Linked DNA regions of Mus musculus: region 1 is linked to region 2. A link is a contact called in public Hi-C data. All regions are on one chromosome and are shown on one strand. Each heading gives the region's core, a stretch centred on a gene start, on an enhancer-like site or on the middle of the called end of the contact. The rest is flanking DNA. Distances are from core to core; before and after follow the strand shown.

What was found. A called contact is a pair of places that touch in the nucleus more often than the background predicts.
Region 1: a contact with region 2 is called in a Hi-C map of uterus. The contact joins two enhancer-like sites. A contact is called at or near these places in 2 of 15 datasets of contacts at CTCF or cohesin (embryonic stem cells and pro-B cells), 31 of 484 Hi-C or Micro-C datasets (CD4 T cells, CD8 T cells, the G1E-ER4 cell line and 14 more) and 14 of 115 datasets of contacts at active chromatin or transcription factors (T-cell acute lymphoblastic leukemia, effector CD8 T cells, embryonic stem cells and 7 more).

Annotation. Positions count from the first base shown.
Region 1 is chr6:37,703,714-37,707,995 of GRCm38.p6, reverse strand. No RefSeq gene overlaps it. Among named protein-coding and RNA genes, the nearest start is that of Gm38791, 8.8 kb to the left of the region's middle. Within about 2 kb of position 2,160, at least 57 of the 459 cell types and tissues checked have an H3K27ac peak or open chromatin away from gene starts, as enhancers often do. A contact at or near this core is called in CD8 T cells, regulatory T cells and uterus, where this site is marked.
Region 2 is chr6:37,590,936-37,595,089 of GRCm38.p6, reverse strand. No RefSeq gene overlaps it. Among named protein-coding and RNA genes, the nearest start is that of Gm33429, 62 kb to the right of the region's middle. Within about 2 kb of position 2,524, at least 120 of the 459 cell types and tissues checked have an H3K27ac peak or open chromatin away from gene starts, as enhancers often do. A contact at or near this core is called in CD8 T cells, regulatory T cells and uterus, where this site is marked.

The DNA of each region.
Region 1 (4,282 bases), core at 911-3,410, 110 kb before region 2:
CCTTCAGTATTGTTTTATTATAAGTGCCTCCAAGGAATGATTTGACAAATAGCTAAGTTAGATTGAACATTGCTTCCTGGCCTCTCCACCAGTGTTCCAATATCCTAGGCAATCATTGAGCCAACCTTGGGCTTTGAATTTCGTAAGTATGTTACTTATTAAGACAAAATGCCTCCAGTTCTGATAGAGAGATAGTGAAAGAAATCAGGCATTGCAGTTCACTGAATTAGAGTAGAAATCTCAGGGCAAGTTCTACAAAGTAAATTTGGAATTCTCATTATAGTCATGTATGGCAGATTACATTACAGATTAGAAGAAAGTTGGTGGGCTCCTCTGATAAATGGAGGTCCCTACAGATACTTAAAATAACAACTAAGTCACTTTCATATGCAGGAATTTAAAATGGCCTAGGGAGAAGGTGGATTATACAATAGACTAGAATTGGAACTATGGCAAGGGCATGAAGCCCTTGCCCCTGGCTTTTAAGAATAAACTGACCTTAGGTAGGGCTGATTTTTATCCCAGTTGTAAACACTGATTTTTATCCCAGTTGTAAACACTGCCTGGTTCCTGTCAGATTTTATGTATGCATTTCTCTGTTTTGTGTAGAGTCATTATACATCGGATGACCTTAATGTATCACCTAACTTCCTTGTTTTCTTCTGTAATATAAGTCTGATGTTCGCTTTGAGAAATTACATTTAGATCCAACACTCTCTCGTGTTTGTGTCTGTTTGTCACTTGCCAACTCCTTGCTCACCTGAGTACCGGGACCCGGAATTCTTCTGCGGGTTGAGGGACTCCTACTGAGCCAGCCCACGGCACAGTGCCCCACTTTAAAATCCATATAAAGTTCTCAAAGCAATGATGTTTGGTAGAAGCCTCTTCAGAAGAGCCTGCTGGTGGCTGATTGCAGTTAGTAACAGCTTTCTGGGGGTGATAGGGACAGCCTGGGGTACAAAGGTACTTTCAGGAGCAAGGGAAGGAACACAGCTATGCAGGCGGCTGATATAAGACTTCTCAGACCCAGGGTGACTCAAGGCCAGAATGAATGAGAGCACAGCCACATGGCTATTGTATTTATGGGGAGGGGTATGCCTCCAAGGTAGCAGAGAAGAGCAATTTGGGGTTGTCAATGTTTGACACAAGAAGTTCCTGGGGGTGGCATCTAAGAGATAATTGAGACAGATTTTACATACAGTCATGTCCCCAAACAAAACATCAGAAGATGGATTTGAACATAAAATTAACTAGGGAATAAAATCAATCTTCATCCTCCTCTCTCTTTTTCCCTCTTTACTGTATAAAACCCAGGGCTTTGTATGTTCTAGGCAAGTTGTCTATGACTGAGTTACATCTCTAGTCCTCCTATCAAAATTTCTTAAGGGGCTGGGTATTGTGGCACATACCTTTAATCCTGGCACTTGGGGGGCAGAGGCAGGCAGATCTCTGTGAGTTTGAGGCCAGCCTGGTTTATAAAGAGTTCCAGGACAGTTGGAGCTACACAGAGAAACCAAAACCAACTAACCAACCAACAAAAAATTTCTTAAGAAAATTTCTCAAAGATGAATTCTAAAATTCAAGGTATGATTGAGGAAGATATTCCAAAAGATTTAGGGAAAGAGATCAGTATCTACCACCCTAGAAGATGCCCCTTTGGAACAATGATCATTTAGTGTTAAAGGTGCTAAACATTTAAGAGATCCCTGCCAATTTTTTTTCTGCCTAAAAGCAGGGAACAAATTTCCTTTTAAAGAAGATGCCTTTTATATTTCCTGAAAGAGTGTTTGTCATAAAAAATGAAGAGCTTGTTGTGCCCAGACCTAGGGGTCCCCACAGACCATCAGAAACCACCAAGAGTCCAACTTATATGTAAAAGCTAAGTCTTTATTCAAGCTCAAACTTTGACATCTCCAACCTCTCCAATGCAGTGGATGGGTGTGAAAGGCCCTGAGCTGGTGAAGCCCTCTCTATTTATTACAGTTTCAGTACGGTAAGGGGCTTTCCAACTTGGCAGCTACATGATTGGTTGACATTTGAAAATTACAGCTTGGCACATTTCTACTGGCTAGTGATGATTTCAGCTTGGTATGAATAATAGTGGCTTGCTTAAGCAATCTATTTTGAGACATCTGGAACAGTAAGTACTTTCCTCCCAAGAGCTGATTGGCTGTTACTAGGGAGTGGAGTGGCTGTTTGCTAGAGGAGTTGTGGCCTTTGTAGGAGTGTCTTAGTTCCTGGAACAAATTCTGCTTTTTCCAGTAACTGAGCTCATGTTAAGGTCAAGCTTAACATAAGATGGACTCTGAATCCAAAATGGAGTTTGTAATGTTAGACTGGGTCCTTCAGAGCCAATGCCAAGCTGAGGTTATTGAAGCAGATCTTATTACACTAGCATTTATCACCCATAAACCCCCACTATATTTCACAGTCACATTCTCCTGATTTATTTCCCTTGAAGCTCAGATTGTCTTCCCTTTGTTTAGAGGCTAAAACATCACATTTGTTCATTCCTTCTTATGATATGGTCCTTGTAAACCCAATCAGAATGCACAGGCTTTCTGCTAATCTGTAGCTTAGGCCCCTGGCACTGTAATCCAAGAGGGTACAGAAAAGTTTTTCTCTATGATGAACAGTAAAGGACAGTAAATGTATCCACTGTAGAACTGAAACTGGACAAAAAGGGGGAGGAAGACTAAAGTTACAGATTTAAACATATATAGAAGTAATATAAAAAAAATTATACAACATCAAAACTTGGAGGAGGAAAATAGAAATTCTGAATTTACTTGCCTAGAATGGGTTATGTCCCCAGTTCCTTAAGAAAAAAGATTTCTTTTATCTATCTATCTATCTATCTATCTATCTATCTATCTATCTATCTATGAATATATGTGGGTGTAGGTGTTGTTGTTACAGGTGTTTGCAGACACCCAACTTTTTAAATGAGTGCTTGAATCTGAACTCTGGTCTTCATGATTGTGCAATAAAGGCTCTTGAAGCTGAGCTATCTCTCCAGCCCCTATTCCTGCCATCTTTAACACATATTTCCAAGGTAGAGTAAATTAATATTCTACTTTAGATTATTATTCTACCTTAGATTATTATTATCCATGTTTATGGGAAATCAATGTATATAACCTAAGGATGACAAATAATGGAATTGTCATTTTTTTACTTAACAGGCATACTGAGAAGTATCAAACTGACCAGTAGAAGAAGCAGAGGAGGGATGGAAAAAGAAAAGGAAAAGCATTGTGAAGTCATTATTCCTCCTGTTGGGAATGTCCTTAGTACAAGGAAAGGGAAGTATGGTGTAAGTCAAACAATAGAAATGGGGAAAGCTCAGGGATGTTGGCTTCCACAGTGATGAGAGAAATGCAAATATAAACAATGGTGTGATATTACCACAAACCCACCAAGATTGTTAAGACACAAAATGAGACCATAGAAATTATGTTAGTATTTCAACCCTAGATAGAATAAACCAGTTCATACAAGGCTATAGCATATAGCCACTAGACTAAGCTGGCTACAGGGAGACTGTGATTGTTATTTTTGGTTGTCAACTTGGCTACATCTGGAATTAACTAAAACCCTAAAATGGCTCATCATACCTGTGTGTGGGGAAACCCTGCTACCTAGTCTACCATGACCTGATAGCGGCTCTGAGCTCCGAGCAAAATGAAAGACTCTTTACCAGCAGGATTTCCCCTTCTTCCCTTGTCTACATGATACAGATGGCACACCACATGGAAAGCAAGAATGCACTATTAATTTGGGGATTCTTGAATGGCATACACACATGCAAATGATATAAGTCTAGGAAGAGGAGAAAATTGGTTTCTCAGCAAGCTGAGCTGAGTCACATGGCTCCAGGGCATGAAAACTAGGACATAGGAATATAGCCTGAAAATAGCATTATACAGTAAGTAGAAGGGAATTTAAGTTTACATTATATAAATAATTCAGATCTTATGAAGGTCAAGGCAGGGAACAGCTAAAGCACTGTCTCATTGGTTAATAATTGTTTACATTGCTTTATTTGCTTTGAATTGTTTTAATCATCAAAATGAGTGTGGTTGAGTCTGGTGGTTATACTAAAACTCTTCTGGGAGAGAAGTCAAGTTAAATGGTCAATGAATTCTAGTTATTGGACCAAGGACATGCTATTTTTGGAAGAAAGGCTCTGTATTTGTGTTGACAGGAAAGGAGAATAGTCTGTGGACCCCTTCCAGAGTGGTATGGATCAGATATGATGGGGGGAACCCCCTGAAGAACT
Region 2 (4,154 bases), core at 1,275-3,774:
TCCAGATGAATAGGCAGTGGCTGGCTGGAAGGTCAAATAGGTGGAATCGGCCATGGGGACAAAGGGGAGCTGAGACTCCTGGGATAGTCAGGAGTCTGTGCTTTGACACACACATCAGGTGGTCAGTGACAGGTTAGCAGGCTGCTGCCATCATAAGGTTAGCTGCTCTCCTCTTTGGCAATCCAGGTGAGGGTCTGCATCCTTTCCTTAGTCTGATGTGTGTGATAAGTTCTTGGACCTAGTTTTTTCTGGCATAAATTTTAATATTTCCCTGTGCTCCCACAGTCCCATATACCATAGGCAATTTATAGAGTGGTGCCCCTTCTATCTTAAAGGATAAGTTATTTATTAGTCTGTATACTATAGGCAGTATAGGACACATGGTGGTGTTTGCATACTTGCCTCTGTATTTGCATCCAAAATGGAGGCTGTCTATCAGTTTTTACAATATCACGGAACAACTCGATCTCAGCACTCTTCTGCAGGTCTCACGTCATCTGACTTTTATTTTCATGTGATTGGAAGCCTTCCTTGTCCCACCTACTACTTTCCAAAAGCAAGAATTAGGGCTGGAGATGTGGCTCAGAGGTTAGAGCATTGCTGCTCTTCCAGAGGACTCTGTTCAAATTCTGGCATCCACATGTTGGCTCACAGTCATCTGTCGCTGCAGTTCCAAGGAATCTGACACCCTCTTCTGGCTTGCTTGGGTACCAGGCACATGTGTGGTACACGTGCGTACATGTATGTGCAGTCAAAACACACATACACAGAAAAGAAAAGAAATAAATCTTAAAAAAAAAATAAAAATAGTGATCCCTAGAGGGCTCTTCATTGCTGGAGAAAGAGGATAGGCAGTCCGGCATTTTGAGTTACACCTGGCTTCTTATCAGATACCCACGTACACACCTCGATGATCTCTATTGTTTACCTGATAAAAATAAAGCTAATACTCTCTGACATCCACAGAACTCTTATCTTCAGCTAGCTTTCCCTGTGGCCAGAGCTTTCCTTTTTGTAATGTGTCTGATCTTTGTGCTTGAAGGGTGTAGGCGAGGCTTTGGGTAGAGGTGGTACTGTGGCCGGGTGGTAGATGAAGGGGCTCAGGGAAGCTCTTCTGTCTGTCAGTGTGGAGAGCTGCTGTGTTACTCGGGTCCGCAGAGTCTCTGCTGTCTCTGTGTGTGAAATCTGACACTGTTCCCCGGGTGTGCATGAGCACTCTTTGTTCACAGCCCCTCCTCCACAGTGAAAAAAAAAAATCCTCCTAGCCCATGATATATAAATCATAAATAGACCTGTATGGTATTATAACTTGGATCTTGCCTCTGTTCCATTTGTTGTGATTTATGTCTGCTCTTCTTTTCCTCTTTATTATCTCCTTAATTGTAATCATTTTTTTTTGTTGTTGTTGTTCAGTTGCTCTGCATTTTATTTTGTTATTTCTCTTAGGAAAGTCTACTTGGCTTTAATAAGGGGAGCATCACTTAACTGAGAACAAATGAGAACATATAGCTTGAGCAGTATCTGATTTGTGAAAGAAATCTGTTGATAGAAGAGGCTCCAAGGTTTTCAGTTTGTAGTTATCATTTTTCTTGACTTGCTGGTTACACTGGGTTAATATTGTATTTAATACTGGATCACACACACACACACACACACACACACACACACACACACACGAAGAGAGAGAGAGAGAGAGAGAGAGAGAGAGAGAGAGAGAATATGACTAAGACTATCTGGAATTTTTGTTTTCCGGGGATTGTAGCTTTGAAACTGGTGACGTGAAGCGATTGCAAAGAGAGCTATAGCTATTTAGGGATGATATTTGGGCCCTGAAAACTCTACTCTGTGCTTTTCCCATGCGCAGGGTAGAATAAATTCACGAAGCTCCTTCACTGTTTCTTCTATAGAAGTGGCCACCATTCAGGGTTTCCTCCGTCCCTTTATAGATGCAAATGATCTGCTCAAATCATCTATACAAAGTGAAAAGGCCTCCTCAAATCCAATCCTTGAAGGAAATCTCCTTGAGAGTTAAATCTCAAACAAAGGAAGAATAGACCAGGGCTTATTTATCTTCTACTTGCTTTGGGGATTCCTAGGCAGATCGTACAGAAGTGAAGAAAAAAAGCTTAGGGCTATACAGTCTTTCCTCTGCTTTTCGTTTCTTCCTCCTCTGTGAAATGCAGTAGACAGGCTCGCCCAGAGGCAAGAGAGCCCAGCGGTTTCTAAACCTGAACTAGAGGGCAAAGCCTAGTAGTACTGTGAAGACCTTTGTTCTCCATTACGAGAAGATTAGAATCCAGAGGAAACTGTGTGAATGTGTGAGCGTAGGCAAATGAATAGTAATTTTTCCTTATGGGAGGCTTAGCAAGCAGGATGTAGAAGGCTTTCCTTTCGGAGATTATGAGAAATCAGACTTGAGAAGGATCTTTTCCCATATTCTGCCTCCTTTTGAGAAGAGGGCGTTTGTTATTCACAGTGCCCGAGCTAAAACAAAGATAGACTTGGGCTCCCCTAGTGGCCTCCCCTGACCTTTGCTCTTGAGAAATCCTCCCTTCCCCCATCAAAGGCAGCTAGCCTGCCAAGCACCAGTATTCTACAAAACCTCTCTTACCTTGTAAAAATGTATGTGTGAAGGGATTCAAACTCTACCTGGTAAAACTTTTGTTTATGCACAAGACCTGCTAAATCCCTGGAACGGATGGATTGGACAGTAGCCCGTCCCTCTCTTCTTTCCTTTGCTTCCTTCCTGCAGCTTTCCAAATTAGCCAATCAGAACTAGTCTGCGAGGTTGACCGCCCAATCGAAGAGAAATAACCAACTGTCGCTGCCGCCTTTCTCTAGGGATGACCATCAGGCTCCCGTGCTGGCCCTGTTCGGGATGTGATGCACTCTCTTTGCAAAAGGAAATCGCCTTGGAGTTACTTCCTCACTATTCATGTGATCCTTCCTGCAACATTGAGATTATTCTTTTCCAACACTCAGTCTTTCAGACTTTTAAAGTCAGATGAGGAGCCTTCTGGTCAGCGATGATGGAAATAGTGGTGTTCCTCCAGTTAGAGTGGAGAAAGAGAAGAGAAAAACTCTAAGAAACTGCCACGAGCAAATGAAGGAATTTGTGTACTGGGGTTGTCGTTATACTCATGATAAAATACTTCAGTAGACACATTTATGTCCTTAGGTCAGAGGACAGTTCTGTGCACTCAGTTCTTTCTTCTCTTTAAGTAAATTGCTGGCCTAAAAATGTTATTAAAAGCAACAATGGAGCAAAAAAGACTGGAAACAAATAAACATTTTGGAGAATATCATTCCCCAAATTGAGAAACAACGGAGGTTTTGCTTGTGAATCACTGGATATATCTATCCACGATCTTGCTCAGTATCATAACAATTTGCACATGCTTATATAATTTGAGCATGTTTTCATGTTACTGAGCATGCTTTTTCTAGAACCGATAATGCGACTGATAATATCGCCTCAGAACGGCTGGCATCCTGGTCGAGGATTACCAAACTCAATTTCTTCTTCCCTTCCTCTCCTTCCTCCTTTTCTGCTTATGCAGAAGATTAAAGCAAGGTGAAGGGGCCTGGGGCTGGGACAGGGGTGGGACCTGGTGCTGGGGCTGGGACAGGGTGGATCAGGGCCGGAACTAGGGGTCGGGGGTAGGACTTATAAAATACTAACATGTGTGAAAAACACATGATTATTAAATCAGCTTTGTCAATGAATTATATACAAATATACCATGGTCCTCCTACTAGATTTTTTTTTAATGGAGTAATAGGAAATTGAGTTTTGCATCATATCATGTGTGACATTTCTCTCTTCCCACATGCTTATGTAATGCTAGCATTCCTCAAGGATCCCAGATAAGAACAGTTTCATCAGGAATCTCTTATTTACAGATTTCTTTGCAAAAGATTTTCTTTCTACTCTTTCCTTTTGTAAGCGTTTGACAACCTAGTTAGCAATCGTCATGAATTAAAACAGTTCAGATCAGAAAGCTCATGACTTGAAACAAGATGCTCTAGGGCTTACATCTGTAACCTGACATGTGGGAAAGAATGAACTTGCCCTCATAGATAAACACGTGACAAGTACTTTCATACTTCCGTGTTTCTGACAGTAATACATTCTCACTAAAACGGTGAAAGCT